Linked DNA regions of Macaca mulatta: region 2 is linked to region 1. A link is a contact called in public Hi-C data. All regions are on one chromosome and are shown on one strand. Each heading gives the region's core, a stretch centred on a gene start, on an enhancer-like site or on the middle of the called end of the contact. The rest is flanking DNA. Distances are from core to core; before and after follow the strand shown. Region 1 holds the start of IRS1 (insulin receptor substrate 1). Region 2 overlaps RHBDD1 (rhomboid domain containing 1).

Evidence for each region. A called contact is a pair of places that touch in the nucleus more often than the background predicts.
Region 2: a Hi-C map of fetal cortex germinal zone shows a contact between it and region 1, with 4 times the contacts expected there. The contact joins the enhancer-like site here to the promoter of IRS1 in region 1. A contact is called at or near these places in 4 of 14 Hi-C or Micro-C datasets (fetal cortex germinal zone, fetal cortical plate, fibroblasts and 1 more).

The regions. Positions count from the first base shown.
Region 1 is chr12:132,063,207-132,068,185 of T2T-MMU8v2.0, forward strand. It overlaps IRS1 (insulin receptor substrate 1), which reads right to left and starts at 2,053. Exons shown (of 2, transcript XM_015111186.3): 1 at 1-2,053. The coding sequence starts at 960.
Region 2 is chr12:132,251,471-132,256,449 of T2T-MMU8v2.0, forward strand. The region is part of intron 6 of RHBDD1 (rhomboid domain containing 1); the gene reads left to right. Among named protein-coding and RNA genes, the nearest start is that of RHBDD1, 150 kb to the left of the region's middle. Within about 2 kb of position 2,506, at least 14 of the 40 cell types and tissues checked have an H3K27ac peak or open chromatin away from gene starts, as enhancers often do. A contact at or near this core is called in fetal cortex germinal zone and fetal cortical plate, where this site is marked.

The sequences.
Region 1 (4,979 bases), core at 803-3,302:
TTTCCCGCCCACCATGCTGGCCGGGGAGGTGGCAGTGATGCTCTCAGTGCGAGATCGTCGGGTCAGCCCCACCTGGCTGGGCGGGGGGTTGTTGAGATGGTGCCGGCGCAGGGGGACGCTGATGGGGTTGGAGCAGTTGGACGAGGACTGACTCTTGCTGCGAGGGCGGAACTCATCGCTCATAGCCCGCATGGCCTCCAGGATGGTCTCGTGCATGTTCTGGGCCACCACGGAGTCATCCACCTGCATCCAGAACTCCCCGGGCCCCGTCACGGCAGAACGGCCCACCTCGATGAAGAAGAAGTTCTCCGAGTGGCCGCAGCGCCTGATGTTCATCAGCTGCAGCACCACGGCGGCTGCCTCCGAGTTCAGCTTCACGAAGCTGATGGTCTTGCTGGTCAGGCAGAGGCGGTAGATACCAATCAGGTTCTTTGTCTGACCCAGGCCCTTGGGCTTCAGGATCACCTGCCAGACCTCTTTGAACGCGGGTCCTGGGGGCACGTCACCGTAGCTCAAGTCCTCCCCAGCCTCACCAACGCCGGAGCTGCCACTGCAGCTGCCCCCGCCACCTCCCGCCCCGAGGGCCGCAGCTCCGTCGTGGTGGCCCTTGGCACGGTTGTGCAGCTGTAGGAGAGCCTGGTACCAGCTGTCTTGCTCCGCCTCGCTGTCCGCCGCGATGGCAAAGTGCTCGTCCCGGGTGTAGAGAGCCACCAGGTGCTTGTTCTTGGAGTCAGCCCGCTTGTTGATGTTGAAGCAGCTCTCAAGGGGGATCGAGCGTTTGGGGGCGCTCGACTTGTGCCGCCACTTCTTCTCGTTCTCGTAGTACTCGAGGCGCGCCGGGCCCCCAGCCTCGCTGGCCGCGCGCAGTACGAAGAAGCGTTTGTGCATGCTCTTGGGTTTGCGCAGGTAGCCCACCTTGCGCACGTCCGAGAAGCCATCGCTCTCCGGAGGGCTCGCCATGCTGCTGCCGCCGCCACCGCCACTGAGCAGAGGGAGGCGCCGAAAAACAACCGGGTGGGGGGCGGAGGCTCCTCGCTGTGGCCCCGCACATGCAAACAGGGCTAGAGGCAGCAGAAACCCCGACTCCGAAATCCACGCCGCCCCCCGCGCCAGGGAGGGGCTGCTGAAGGAGGACGCAGCTGCTGAGCCAAGGAGAGAGCCCGACCGGAGTTTTCGGGCGCTTCACGCCCGGCGGGGAGGCAGTGCGTCCGGGGTGAGGACAGCCCCGATCCTCCGAGAGCCAAGTCTCCTCTCAGTCGCCGCCGCCACCAGGAAGGAGCGAAGATGCATCTCTCGTCGCCCCAGCTGGAGTCCGGTGCGGGGAGGCGACAGTCGGGGGTCCCTGCGGTGCCCCTCCAGGAGCGCGCGCGCGCGCCTTCCCTCCTGAGTTCCCCTCTGGAAGTAGCGATTCCCGAGGCAAATTAAATATCCTTGGGCAGGGGGAGGCGGGTTGCCAAGTCCCAACGTTGCACGGGGTTCTCCCTCCTCCTTCGCCTCCTCCCACCCCCCAACCGTCCCAGCCGCCACCAGCCGCCCAAATACCAGCTCAATCGCAGAGACCGCGGCGCTGCGGCTGTTGCTGCTGCTGCTGCTGCTGCCGCCGCCCGCGGGCGCGTCCTCTGCAGCCCCCATTCGGGCCCATCTCGGCGGGCGGAGAAAGTGGCTTTTCCATGCGAAACGCTACCGGGCAGCCAGTGCAGCTGGGGACCGACCGGAGGGACAGGCTCATCCCTGCCCCTCGCTCCAGTCGGCAGGGGAGGAGGGGAGGGGACAAGGGCGAGAGGCGATGGGGGAGGTTTGTGAAGGGTTCGGGGAAGACGCCTGTTCCTAGGGAGGCGCTGCCGCTGCAGTTACTTCCCCCCTCCTCCCTCCTCCTCCTCCTCCTCCTCCTCGGAGAGTTGCCGAGAGCCCCAACCAAAACAAGCGGCGGCGTCTGGCTCTGCGCGCCGGCCCCCTCCGACCGCGCCGCCGTCTCACTCGGAGGAGAAAAACACGTGACGGAGCCTCCGCGCTCGGCAGCCGGGCAGCCGCCGCCGCCGGGAGGCTCCCGCCCGGGTCTCTACATTCCGGGCCGAGCCCGCCCCGCGCCCGCCCCTCTCCGCCCCCCGGCCGTACTGCAGCGGCGCCCGCGCCGAGCCCCGGCGCAGCGCTAGGACAGCGCCCCTGCGCGGCCGCCAGCCCAGGCGCAGCGCCTCCCTCACCGCGCGCCACCCAGGGCGCCCCCGGCCCGCAGGAATCCCCGCGGTGGGCGCGGGCGGGGGTGTTTGGGTGGCTACCCGAACGCACGAGGGGAGTCTGGGAAAACGGGAGGGGGCGAGCTCGAGAAGACGCAGGAGTGAGGGTGGGGGGCGACGGGGGGGGCACTGCGGCTACAGAGCCCCGAGTGGGAGACCGGGGGAAGGCGGGGGCGCGGGAGCTGGGCTGCCTCTTACCTAGCAGGTAAGACTTACCCACGGGAGGAAGGTTTCTAGTCAAGGCTTTTTCTCCCAGGAAATTTAAAAGCTACATTTCGGCTTCAGGGCGATAGGCCATGGTGAGGGATCTGTATTTTTGTAAGGTTTTCTAAAGGACTTCTGGGCCAGCCCTCCACCTTGGGATCCCCAGATTTGCTGCCGTGAGGTACCTGGAAGGCACAGAGGGACGCCGAAGGGCAGTGACTCGGAGCAGTTATGGTCACTGCAAAAGGAGAACAGGGATCCCCAGGAAGTGTCTCACATCCGGCGCTGTGGGATTAGCTGCTGATCAATTAGGGAGAAAATGTAAATATCACCGTTTCTCCTGCTCCCCTTGCCCATCCGAGTGAGGGGGGATTCACACATAAGGCTGAGGGCATGGGGGAGGGGAAATGAGAGGTCCCTTATCATATTCCGAAGTCTATCCGTGACTTTAAAAAGCTGTTAGGGACCTTCAGAGGGTTCATAAGGCCAAAACCCTACTGTGCAAATATTGGCTGAAATGTTTTTTTCACACACAGCTCCCACACCCATTGAACCACCCTATAAATTTTTAACCTTGACCACAAGGATAATAGGGAGAAAACAAGGATGGTGCCAGCTCAACTGTACAGGAAAATGGGTACTTCATGAATGGACCAGATCAGCAGCCTGGGTCTCCTTGAAGCGCCCCTTTCAGGGTCACCTTGCGGTATCAGTCTCCCCACAAGCAAATGTTCCCCAAAGTTTTTTTATTTTTTAAGCTGACCTATAAACAAGCAGTTTGTCCCTGCTTGCTCGCCTGGCACTAAGGACCCACACAGATGTCACTCGGTTTAATGCTGTCTCATTTTGATGCCCGGCCCGTTTGGGGTTGCCGCCCATTTACTACTACGAGACCCTCCTCGGCCTGGGGCTTCCAAGCACTGCGGGATGTTGGCGGGGCACTCTGCAGTCCAGGCGCTGGGCATGCTCAGTGGCCCGGACCCTCCGGGCCGCGGGGGAGCGCGCCTCGGCCCAATGCGGGCTGAGGGGCGGGGCGAGTTTCCCTGGGCGGCCTGCTGATTGGTGGGATGGCCTGTTTTTCAAGCCTTGCACTGCAGAGGGAAGGTGGGGGAGAAGGGTTGAGGGTACCAAGGTAGGTTGCAAAGCGTAGTAAAAAAAGAAAAAGAAAAAGAAGAAGATGATGATGATGAAGGAGAAAAAGAACCATGAGCGCCATTCAGAGGCGTGCGATACGTAAATTAGGGGGATTGGGCATCTGCAGAGGGGCTCCTCCCTACCCAAGCCTGGGAGCCTCCCGTTTCTCCTCTCTCCTTCCTGTTCCCGGTCGTTCTGCAGCCTCATCTAAACCTGGTTAATCTATAATTTGAGTACACATGTTGAATTGAAAGCCCTCCCTCCTTTTCCTCTGACAGCTTGGTGATGTGGGCACACGTGCCCACTATAGCAAGGCTATTAATAGCAGATATTTGGAAATGGAAGCGAGGCGGCACTCACAGTGACCGAAATTCTGGGGGTATAGAGTGCCTTATGGAGGGTGGGGCAGGGAGGTGAAGAATAGAGACGCCTGAAGTTGGTGGAAAAGTGTAACTGTGTGCCTGGTTTTACCCTAGACAAGAAAAAAGAGAGATGATAAAAGGGTTGTTTACTAGTAAAAATGTAATCCAGATAAGGCCAAAGGGCTTTTTACAGGTTTGATGTTTAGCGCTGCGATGGGGGTAGTGGAGTATTTAACGTTTTGTAAGACAACAAATCAAATCTATACACATTTACTTTTCAAATGGCCCGGTCCCTACCTTCATCCCTCCAACCTCCCCCCTTCCCCACCAAAACAAAGCTAAATAAAGGTACTGTACCTCTATGGGGGAAAAAATACTCTTTTCTAGAAGGAGGGGAGGGTTGGAAAATTTATTTGCATGTATTTTACAATTATCTTCATAGGAAGGATTTTGATCATAAAAAGCTAATTATGATAATAAACCGTTTTAAAAATATATCTCTCAGTGTTAAAGCATTTCTGCTTTAAAAAACACAATTTCAGTTGCTAAATATTCGATAAAATTATGAAATAAACCGCACTGCTGTGACAAATTATGTTCAGACCCATGGGTTTCCTATGGAAGATAGTCACTGATCATAGGATATTAGTGCCATTTTTCTACTTGCTGATGTTTTACTACCAATTTAAAGGTGGTTAACATTTGTTATAATTATACTACAGTAAATTCAATTGTTCTCTACATTTTTTTAAATTAATGGGCTAACTGGAAATGCATTTACATTTGGTTCATGTAATATATAGAATAGAAAAAGACGCGTTTATGGGAACTCACTGAAGTAATGCTGAGCAGGTATGAATATTATTCTGTCACCTAAGCTAAATTAGTCTTTTGGTGTATTGTAATGAAATACACTGTATGGAAAATTTTCTCCTCACTGAAAATTCACGAACAGAAGAACAAGCTGTTACCAAAATCTGTTGCTCGATGCTGCCATCTATAGGAGAGTTAGAGCCGATTTGCGTAATACGCTAAGGTGCATTTT
Region 2 (4,979 bases), core at 1,256-3,755, 190 kb after region 1:
TGGGTTGCATTGGTATCTTTTAAAATCTACATCATCCAAGGTTGAGCATAGCATAACCTAGGAAACTACCATAGTCTTTGGCTCATAATAAATGTCACCAAAAACCTACTTATACAAAACCAAATGCCATGCTAGTGCAAATGGTCAAAGACAAACATAACCACAGAACACAGTATGGCATTCCTGTGATCAAAGTTTCTCAAAGTGGGGCATGTGGACATCCAGCTCACTTGAGGTGCATGTTAAAAAATGCACATTTCTGGGTCCCCCAACAGACATTGATCTGGAATCTCCCATTAGAACCCTAGAATCTGCCTCTCACCAAGCTCCCCGACGTGGGTTTGAGAATCACTGTTCTAGATCCAGCATCTAGTCTTTAGCCCTTCGAAGAATGCTGTGTTTTCTGCGGGAAGGTGGCATGGAAGTATTGGGTAGGTGTGGGACCTGGGGCCACTTATGTGGTTCACTTTACTTGCTGCTAGTCAGTCAGGCTACCCACCCTGGGGGCCAGCCACCTCAATCCACTTCTTTTCCCAGGCCCAACAGCCTTGTTTTACTAGACACATGGTTATCTGCCGTGGTTGTCCAATGTGACCTAAACTTGACCACTCGGGGATGGTTGTTCTCAGCAGAAGTTGCCAACTTTTTGTCCCTTTTCAAAGTTCTTTTCCCACTGGCTTGTCTTTTTTTTTTTTTTTTTTTTCCTTATTCCTTGAATGCTTGGAACGATGTTTACTTGTACTTTTTTTCATGTACAAAGGTTAAAGAGTGTTTTAAGAAGATTGAGGTTTCTGAGGGAAATGTTGGCTAATTTCAAATGGTCTTTGATTTCAAAAGTCAATGAAAACATTCCCTTGACCCTTGGTTTGAAGGACTGGAAATTGGGCCGTCTCTGTGGTTTGAAACTCAAGTGGAAGGGAGTGAGAAAAAAACAAAACAGGTCTCAATGTTATCAAAAATGCTTCTTTGTACCTTTATTTGAACAGGAGATTTGAGCACCTGGGCAAAATGCAATGGTGTGGGGGACCTTGTCATTTGTGAATGGAGGAACTGCCCCTGCTCGTGTAGGAGGGTGAGCCATGCAGCTGGCATTGTGTCCCTTGGAGGGAGGGAGCTGCTGTCCCAGGCAATTATGAAACCACCACTTAGGACAGGGTCCCAAGAAAGATGTGCTTTCTTCTCCACCAGAAAGCACATCTGTTCACCCCTCTGATCACTGGGGGCCTGCCCAGCAGCTGTGACAGCCGGCACCTGCTGAACTACCAGTTGCCAAGCTGCCAACTTCAAAGATGCTGTCTTAGTGAGTTTAGGCCACCTTAACAAAATACCGCCATGGACTGGGTGGCTTAAACCACAAAAATGTATTTCTCACAGTTCTGGAGGCTCGAAGTTCCAGGTACTAATATGATCAGGTTCTGGTGGGGCCCTCTTCCTGGATTATAGATGGCCGCCTTCTCACTGTGACCTCACATGGCAGAGAGTGCGAGCTCTGGCCTCTTCATTCCCTGATAAGGGTACCAATACCACCACGGGGGCTCCACCATCCTGTCTCATGGAAACCTAATTACCTCCCAAAGGCCCCACCTCCACATACCATCACATTGAGGGTTAGGACTTCAAAGTATGAATTTTGAGGGAACACAAACATTGAGTCCATGACAGCCTTTGTGACCTCTCTGAGCCTAGGCATACCAGGCAGAACAGCAACAGCTAACTCCCTGGGGTCATAGACTAAGGAATTAGAAATATTCTCCTGAAAGGAACCACTGGTGCTGGAGATTTTTGCAGATTCCTAGAACTCATGGAATACTCACTTTATAAGCCCTGGTCTTGTACATTCACTCAGTGCTAGAGCAGAAAAACCCCCAAGTCAAACCAAGTTCTGAGTGTCCTTAGACAGCAGTGTGCACTCTGAACCAGGCATCAGGCACAGTCAGAATGGGAGCTAGATGGGCCTTTTATCTCACTTCCGCCCTTCTGATGCTCTCCTGGGGTTGGGGTGGGGGCTGAGGAGGAGGGGCAGACGCAAAGAGGAGGATTGGGGACAAGTACAAGTTTTGGGGGTGGTTTGAGTGATAATGTGAGCCAGTAACCAGTACCACCTGGTTAGGCCTAACATAGATCATTTTGAGTATTACTGCATCTAGGATTGATTGTCTTATTACCATAGATTGTGTCTGTTTATCTCCTCTGATTTGGAGTTAGCATATTAAGGAGGCTCCGGATGATTCCTGCAAAGCACTCACTAACACAAGGCAGCATGCACAATAGCAGGAGGAAATTCAGAATTAGAAATAGTTAAACTATCTGCATTCATATCCGTATCTGTATCTATATCTCTCCCAGTGCCTTGTCAGTCTCCTCTGCTCTGGAAGAATTCTAATATGACATAGAAACTGCTAGATGCTGGCAAATAATTCCTGGGTTTCAGGCCATCTAGACAATAAACAACTCCATAATATTCAGTGCAGCAGCCTCTGTAGCGCCCATCTGTTTCAAAATAACCCTAATTCTGCTTACAATGCGGAATGCTTTGTTGACTGGAATTTGTCCTAGTTTTCGTCAGTGGATTTAATGTCATAGGCCTCTGGTTCCACCTGCTGGCAGATATAAATACCAGAATGAAACTCGCGTGGATATTTTCAGTTGCAAGAAAATCTGAGCTGTAGCTCAGTGGTTCTCAAAAGCTGATGTACATCAGAGTCACCTGGGAGCTCATTAAAACTACAACGGCCTGGGCTCTGTGGCAAGCCCACCCAATCAGCAGCTATTTCTTAAACAGCCCTCCTGGTGATTCACACACCCGTACCAACGTTAGCAGACCCCACTTCATCTGGAATGAGGGGTGCAGAACCCAGCAAGGTTAGGGATGATTCCAAACCACTGTATCCTACTCATGGCCAAGCAGGGGGTGACAGAGTGACAAAGCCACCTTTAGTTACCCACCCCCGCCTCTTCCAGTTTATCCAGGTAACTCTTAGTGGCAAAGGCCAAAGCTTTATTCCCTTGGAACTCATTTAGAAAAGAAACAATTCAAAGTGGAGAAACCTGGTGAAAGCACTACTTATCTAAGTGCTCAAGGTTAACGTCACCAGTGATAAGTCATGTTGACAGCACATTGATATGTGATGAGGGCATTTCACCTCTGTGGTATTCTTCACCAAAACCCATAACCCCAGTCTAACCATGAGGACAAATAGCAGACAAACCAGACCGAATGACATTCTTCACGATATCTGGCCGCTACCACTCAAGACTGTGAAGGTCATGGGGGTCAAGAAAGAACTCAGAAAGAGCCACAGACCGAAAGAGACTAAGGAGACTTGATAACAAAATGCCCTGTGGTCTCCAGGATTGGACCCCGAACAGAAAAAGGAAATTAGTGAAAAAACTGGGGAAATCTAAATGTCTGGAATTTAGTTCAACGGAACGTATCAATGTTGGTTTCTTAGTTTCGACAAATGTACTGTAAGATGTTAACATTTAGGGAATTGACTTGTCTGTAGTATCTTTGCAACTTTTACATAAATTTAAAATTATTCCAAAATAAAAAGTTTATTTAAAAAATTTACAAAAAAAAAATAACCCCATCAAAAAGCGGGTAAAGGATATGAACAGACACTTCTCAAAAGAACACATTCATGTGGCCAAGAAGCATATGAAAAAAAGCTCATCATCACTGGTCATTAGAGAAATGCAAATCAAAACCACAATGAGATATCATCTCATGCCAGTTTGAATAGTGATCATTAAAAAGTCAGGAAACAACAGATGCTGGAGAGGGATGTGGAAAATTGGAACGCTTTTACACTGTTGGTGGGAGTGTAAATTAGTTCAACCATTGTGGAAGATAGTGTGGTGATTCCTCAAGGATCTAGAACCAGAAATACCATTTGACTCAGCAATCCCATTATTGGGTATATACCCAAAGAATTATAAATCATTCTACTATAAAGACACATGCACCATGTATGCTTATTGCAGCACTATTCACAATAGCAGACTTGGGCCAACCCAAATGCCCATCAGTGATAGACTGGATAAAGAAAATGTGGCACATATACACCATGGAATACTATGGAGCCATAAAAAAGAATGAGTTCATGTCCTTTGCAGGGACATGGATGAAGCTGGAAACCATCATTCTCAGCACAGTAACACAGGAACAGAAAACCAAACACTGCATGTTCTTTCTCATAAGTGGGAGTTGAACAATGAGAACACATGGACACAGGGAGGGGAAAATCACACACCAGGGCCTGTCGGGGGGTGGGGGCAAGGGGAGGCATAGCATTAGGAGAAATACCCAATGCATCCAGGACTTATAACCTAGATCGACAGGTTGATGGGTGCAGCAAACCACCATGGCACATGTATACCTATGTAACAAACCTGCACGTTCTGCACACATATCCCAGAACTTTAATAAAAAAAAAATGGAAACATTGGGATGGGAGGATGGCACTGAAGAGAGACAAAGTGTGTTGGAGGACATTGCCAAGGAGCATAGCGTGGCTGCTTCTCTACCAGCTGCCAAAAGTCATGAGCAGCTAGCTGGTAGGACAGGCGACAGTCTCCAGAGAAGCTGCCCAGGCAGCTGGCCAGTGAGGCGGGTTGCTGCTGTGACACATTTGCACTCTCCCATCTGTCTGCCACCCGACCCCTGTGTCTCACTGGGAACCAAACAGTCATGGACACTCGAACCTCTGTGTGGGAGTCAGAGGTCCAGGCCCCCTCTGGGTACAGATGAGGGGCCTGAGGCCCAGGGAGGGAAGTGACCTGTGCCAGATCCTGGTGGAGCCCCAATATGAACCCACATCTGGTTGAAGTGAATTCATTTGCCACAGCATTTCTCAGTGACTTGATACATTATCTGCAACAGAGTCATCTGGGTGCTCATTAAAATGAAGTTCCTGGGCTCCAACCACCACTTACTGCATCAGAATCTGTGGTGAGGGGCTGGAGGGGATCCAATAATT